Linked DNA regions of Ovis canadensis: region 1 is linked to region 2. Evidence: chromatin contacts called from public Hi-C data. All regions are on one chromosome and are shown on one strand. Each heading gives the region's core, a stretch centred on a gene start, on an enhancer-like site or on the middle of the called end of the contact. The rest is flanking DNA. Distances are from core to core; before and after follow the strand shown. Region 1 holds the start of HBQ1 (hemoglobin subunit theta 1). Region 2 overlaps NPRL3 (NPR3 like, GATOR1 complex subunit).

The links. Hi-C and Micro-C count contacts between places; a contact is called where the count stands out from the background.
Region 1: a contact with region 2 is called in a Hi-C map of fibroblasts, with 4 times the contacts expected there. The contact joins the promoter of HBQ1 here to the enhancer-like site in region 2. A contact is called at or near these places in 2 of 2 Hi-C or Micro-C datasets (fibroblasts and lung).

What each region holds. Positions count from the first base shown.
Region 1 is chr24:15,511,571-15,514,270 of ARS-UI_OviCan_v2, reverse strand. It overlaps HBQ1 (hemoglobin subunit theta 1), which reads right to left and starts at 1,448. Exons shown (of 3, transcript XM_069570449.1): 1 at 178-1,448; 2 at 1-39. The coding sequence starts at 272. LOC138429202 (hemoglobin subunit alpha-1) reads right to left here. Exons shown (of 3, transcript XM_069570448.1): 3 at 2,433-2,657. The coding sequence ends at 2,529.
Region 2 is chr24:15,457,783-15,460,767 of ARS-UI_OviCan_v2, reverse strand. NPRL3 (NPR3 like, GATOR1 complex subunit) reads left to right here. Exons shown (of 13, transcript XM_069570422.1): 5 at 2,231-2,384. Among named protein-coding and RNA genes, the nearest start is that of TRNAE-UUC, 7.7 kb to the left of the region's middle. Within about 2 kb of position 1,482, the one cell type or tissue checked has open chromatin away from gene starts, as enhancers often do. A contact at or near this core is called in fibroblasts, where this site is marked.

The sequences.
Region 1 (2,700 bases), core at 199-2,698, 54 kb before region 2:
AGGAAGTAGGTCTTGGAGGAAGGGAAGGCCACGAAGGTCCTGCGGGAGGAACGGCGAGTGAGGCGCGTCCTGATGGCGGGGCCTCGGGAGGAAGGGCTCCGGAACCGGACGGCGGGGGACGCATCCCCCGAGCCCGCTGAAGACAGGTGAGCCCTGATGCGCCGGGGCCGTGCGCACCTCTCCAGGGCCTCCGTCGTGTAGATGCCGACGTTGGTCCCGAGCTTCCGCCACAACGCGAGCACTGCAGCGCGGTCCGCCGGCGCCAGCACCATCGTGGAGACAGCCTGCCGCGCTCTCGGCCTCTCGGTGAAGCCCGGGATGCGCCTGCGCCTGCGCCTCTCGGCCTGCTGCCCCCTTGGCCTCCGGGGGGCGCCGGGCCTCTGGTCGCAGAATCTGGCCGGGAGGGGTCTAGGAAATCTCCACGGAGCGTCAGCTCTGACCTGGGGCCTTCCCAATCGCCCTGGACCCTGAAATCCCTATTTTTGGAAACTAATATTTAGTATGTGTCAATATTAGGTGGCCCTGAATTTTAGCATGGAGTTTGGCATTGAACGTCAGTCTGTTTTCTCATTTATGGTATATAAGGAAAGTAACAGTTTCTTCTTCCCAAGGTTGTTCCTGGTTCATAGCAGATGCCCTTTTCAGGACAATGAGCATTCAGAGTGGCTAGGATAGATCCTACAAATAATAGCCAATACCTATAAAGCACTCATTCTGTGCCAGGCATCACCATACATCCTTTTTAAAAAATGCATTGAAATTCACATAAAATTTACTGTCTTAGCCATTTGAGGTGTACAATTCAGTGTCTTTAACTACATTCACACTATGTGTTACCATCACCACTAATTCCAGAACTTTCTTATCCCAAATAGAAATCTAGTTGGCGCTAATGGTAAAGAATCCACCTGCCAACGCAGGAGACTTAAGAGACATGAGTGTTGGGAACACAAGGGTTCGATCGCTGGGTCAGGATGATCCCCTGAAGGCAGGCACGGCAACCCACTCCAGTATTTTGTCAGGAGAATCCCATGGACAGAGGAGTCTGGAGGGCTGTGGTCCATAGGATCGCAGAGTTGGATGCAACTGAAGCGACCTAGCACAGTACAGGATAGATCCCCCACATAATAGCTCATACCCATGTAGCACTCATTCTGTGCCAGGCATCACTATACATCCTTTAAAAAAATGCATTGAAATTTGCATAACATAAAATTTACTGTCTTAGCCATTTTCAAGTGTACAATCCAGCGATTTAATCATATTCACTGTGTGACCATCACCACTATCTAATTCCAGAACTTTTTCGTAATCCCAAAGAGAAACGCTGTCCCCATCAGCAGTCAGTCCATAACGCCTGCCCTCCAGCCCCTGGACATCACCAGTCTGCTCTTGGCCTCTGTGAATTTGCCTATTCTGGACATTTCATGTGAATAGAGCCATGCAGCACACGGTCTTTTGTATTTGCACTTCATTGCTTGTTATGGCTGGGTAACATGCAATTGTCTGTTTAGACCACATTTTGTTTGTCCTCTCATCTCTCGATGGACATTTGGGTTGTTTCCACTTTTAGTCCAGGCTCTCATTTTGCCTAATAATAAAATAAGGAAGACTGCCTCTTACTGAGCTCATATGCTAAAAGCAGAGCACATTGAGGCAGGAAACTTGCCATCCATTTTCTGACAGAGACTCTTGGGCCCAGGGAAGAAAGGACACTGCTTCCCAAGCTGAAAGCTTGGGGCTGGACCACTGCCAGGACTGGACACCTCAAGCCGCAGGCGCTAGGGGCATTCTCCACAGGAAGAAAGCACCTCTGAGTGTAGGCGCCCTGCCCCTGGCTCTCCTCTCCACAGCAGCGCCAGGGGGAGTCAGTGGGCCTCAGGGCAGTGCAGGGCAGGGCAGGCCTCAGGATCCTGAGCTGGGCCCCCCAAATCAGGCCTTCAGACCCTCAATGGCCCAGTGGGTGTCCTGAGGGGGTGTGTGTACCAGGTGACAGAGGTGCCTCCAGGACCTGGCCTGGCTCTATAAGGGCACTATGCACCCCTAGCTTCCTCTAGGCACTTGGTGGGGAGGGAGGCACCCAGAGGGCCTCTGTGTTCTCAGCACCACCCAGCTCTGGGAGCAGCCCCGGGAGAGCTCCGAGTCCTGGCTTGAGGTCCACCAACAAATTGATCATTTGCACAAAAAACTCCGTGATGAACATGCAAGGCTCTGGGATGAATTCAGGGAAGGGCCAAGATACTCAGAAATCACTCCAGGCTGAGGGTGAGGGCTGCCCAGAGAATCCCAGGTAGTGGCAGTGGGGCAGGCTGCCACCCCCACCCCTCCATCCAGTTTTCCCCTTCTCTCTCTCTGCCTGAGAGCTCCTTGGTCTGAGGCAATGAGAACCTGGGCCGGTTCGCGGACAGAGACCCGAGGCTACAGACAGACACTGCAGCCCACTCAGACTTTATTCAAAGATCAGGAGGTGAGAGTGCGCAGAGCGCAAGGGCGCTCCAGGCCAGGGTAGGGGTCGCCGAGGCTCCAGCTTAACGGTATTTGGAGGTCAGCACGGTGCTCACGTTGGCCAAGAACTTGTCCAGGGAGGCGTGGACCGCGGGGGTGAAATCATTGGGGTGGTGGCAGGCCAGGGTCACCAGCAGGGTGTGGCTCAGAAGCTGCCGAGAGAGGGGACGTCAGTGGGGCGGGGGCTGGGTGGGG
Region 2 (2,985 bases), core at 233-2,732:
GGAGTGAGCGGGTGGGTCCCTCCCAGGTTAAAGCCGCAGGAAACGGCAGCGTAGGACTTCAGAGCACAGAGGCAGTGATGTGAGCAATGGGAGGAATTGAATGCAAGGTAAAGAGTGGACGGGTTTTATTTCCTCTTTTCTGAAGTCATATAAAAACGTCCACTCTTTTTGCTTTGAAGTTTTCAGCACGCCCTGGGCTCGAGACAGTAGACCAATGACCCTTGTGCCCCTGTCTCAGGTCCCACGGCTGCTGCCGCTGCCCCTGGCTCCTCTGCCCGACCCCGTGGCCTGGCTGAGGACGACAGGTCTCAGAGCGCCTGTCTGCTCACTCCTGCATACTTCAGGAACCGTCTCTGAGGGGGGACAGCTGTTGCACACCATGCCTGACAGAACTAGCTTATGCAGGTGGCAGCTAGTGTCTGGTTCATGGCAACGTGTCCCAGGCATCACAGCATTTTTTTCCCGTTGGCCTGTCTAAACTGGAGTGAAAACCAGAAACCAGCCCACAGAAGCGTGGGGGGTTGGGTGCCCAGGCCTCTAACGCTCCCCTCCTCTCCATCTAGCACTCTCTCCTCCTTTAGACCCATCTCTGTGCAGACAGTCCCTTTGTCTCCTGCAAACTGGACGTCTGCTCTGAGGGCCTGACTGTTTGGTGGGAGTTTCACGGGTGAGACAGTCCCACTGGCGACGCCTTGCGCGGCATGCTGCTTCACAGCGTGTCTGCAGGGACGGCATGTTTCTCAGAGCTCCAGCGGGGCCGGCGCATCCTCGGTGGTCCCCTTCTTGGTGTACCCCACATAGCCTGGGCTCTGCAGGCACCTGGGGCCGGACCAAGCCTTGCAGCCAGTGGGGACACCTAGGCACACTCGTCCATGTGGGCCTCGCCCAGGAGTGTGAGTGAGCGGCCCTGGGCACCCGATTTGCGGCACCGTCCTGTCCCAGCCAGTAGACGTGTGCTGGGGGTCAGGGAGTGACCATGTGCCCAGGTCACTCTCCTCCCTCTGCTCTGCTGGGAGGAGGATTTTTACACAGATTTTTCTAAAATCTAAGGCAGAACATTTTGATTTGAGGCACTTGTGTACACACTTAACCCAGACCCTCTGTCCCGTGACCTTCCGGGGGCCCTTGAGGGGCCCTCCTGGATGTGGGGAGGGCTGTGATCTGCAGGGGGCCCGGTGTGGGTCTAGCCCTCAGCCCCTCGCCGCACAGGCGTGCTTCCAGGGGTGAGTTCTGCTTGTGAGTGTGGACCTGCTAGGAGCTAGAGTGTCTCCAGCTCCAGGTGATGAAGGTGTTTACTTTGTCTAGGTCAAGGTTTGGCCCAGGAGCCTGGCTGTGAACCTTTGCCGAGGGCCGTGCCTGCAGATAAACAGGAGGGGAGGCCAAGCGGTGGCTCTAATCGGGGCCGCCACTCTCCCCTCCTCCCACCTCCACCCGGGATGACTCAGCCTCCCTGTCGGCTCCTGGGGTGCTGAGTCACGCGGGCGGTTATCGGCTCTGGGGGCATCTTCACAGACCTCACAGCTGCCTGCCCCACCCTTGGCCTGGGCGGGTGTGCAGGCCTGGCCTGGCTGGGGCCCCCGATAGGTGCCAGGGTTAGCAGAGGGGTGCAGAGGGGCATGCGGGGCCTGCTGGGCTGCCAGCCAGCTCTCGGGAAGAGTGCTCCCTCTGAGGACGGGGTCGCCGCTGAGTCGTGGCCCATGCTTGTGTCTCACGCTGTGTCCCCGTTGTTGCCTGTGTGCTTGTGCGACTGAGCTCTCACCAGCTGCTCCCTGGAGACCGTAGACACCACCGGGGCTCTGCTCCGTAGGCTTACTCTGAGCACTTGACCCGTGGGCTGATGGGGGAGGAAGGAGCCCTTGTTCTTCCTCAGATGGAAGCCTGTGACCTTGGGTCCCCCCGCACGTGGTGGCGGGGTCTGGGCCTTCCGTTGTGTCACTGGGCTGTTCCTAGAGGCCCGGAGTGCATTCCTGAACATCCCCCGCGTCCCTGGACGTGCTGGCCTGGGCCCCTGAGTACGGCACCCTCTCTCACTTGTTAGAAGTGCCTGCGTGCCTGTCCCTCCCCACTGGGGACCCCACAGGGCCGTCTGTGCCTCCGTGTGGGCAGCAGCTCCATGCCCACCAGGGAGCATTGCTGGGAGAGGCCCTCGAGGGGACCCGGGACGGGACACCCAGAGAGGGCTCTTTCGCGGTCTGAGCGATGCTGCGTGTCCTCCCGGGGTGCCCTGCAGGCCCACGCGGACCCGTCGGTGATCAGCTGCCTGCACACCCTCTCCCGCCGCATTGCCACCGTGCTGCAGCACGAGGAGCGCCGCTGCCAGTACCTCACGCGGGAGGCCAAGCTGATCCTGGCACTGCAGGACGAGGCGTCCGCCACGGCCGACGGTGAGCGTGCCGGCGGCTTCTCCCGGCACGGAGGCGGGTGGGCTCTGTGCTGGACTGGGCATGCCCTGGGCACGCAGCAAGACCCTCAGAGCTCCCAGCGAGACCCCAGGTCCCAAACTGATACTCTGGGAGTGGCTCCCCAGCCCAAAATGTTCCCCTCCCCCAGACCCCACATGATGGCTCTTCCTGCAGGTCAGGTACCACCCTGGTCCTGCTGGGCAGTCTCCCTGGGATGGGGGGCATGCGGAAGGGCAGCGTCAAGCTGGAAGGAGGCCTCTTCTTTGCTTTCAGCAGAAGTGAAGGGGAGCCCAATTGAGTGGTCAGCTGACCAGTTATTAAAAGTAGTATCTGCTGATAGGCCCGCTCGAGGCCTTGGTGCACTGTCAGCATTTCAGAGCTGAGAGACGCCCCCTCTGTCACAGGCCTTGCACCTCTGTCTTCTCAGGCCAGCACCTCCATAGCAGAAGAGAAACCCAGGACTACGTTTGCCAGTGACCTTGGGCTAATTTCAGCTATAAGTAAAAGTACATGTGAATGTGCCACTTGGAAAAATTGGTGTTTGATGTCTGACAGTTGTCAAAACGTGTAATACATTCATTTT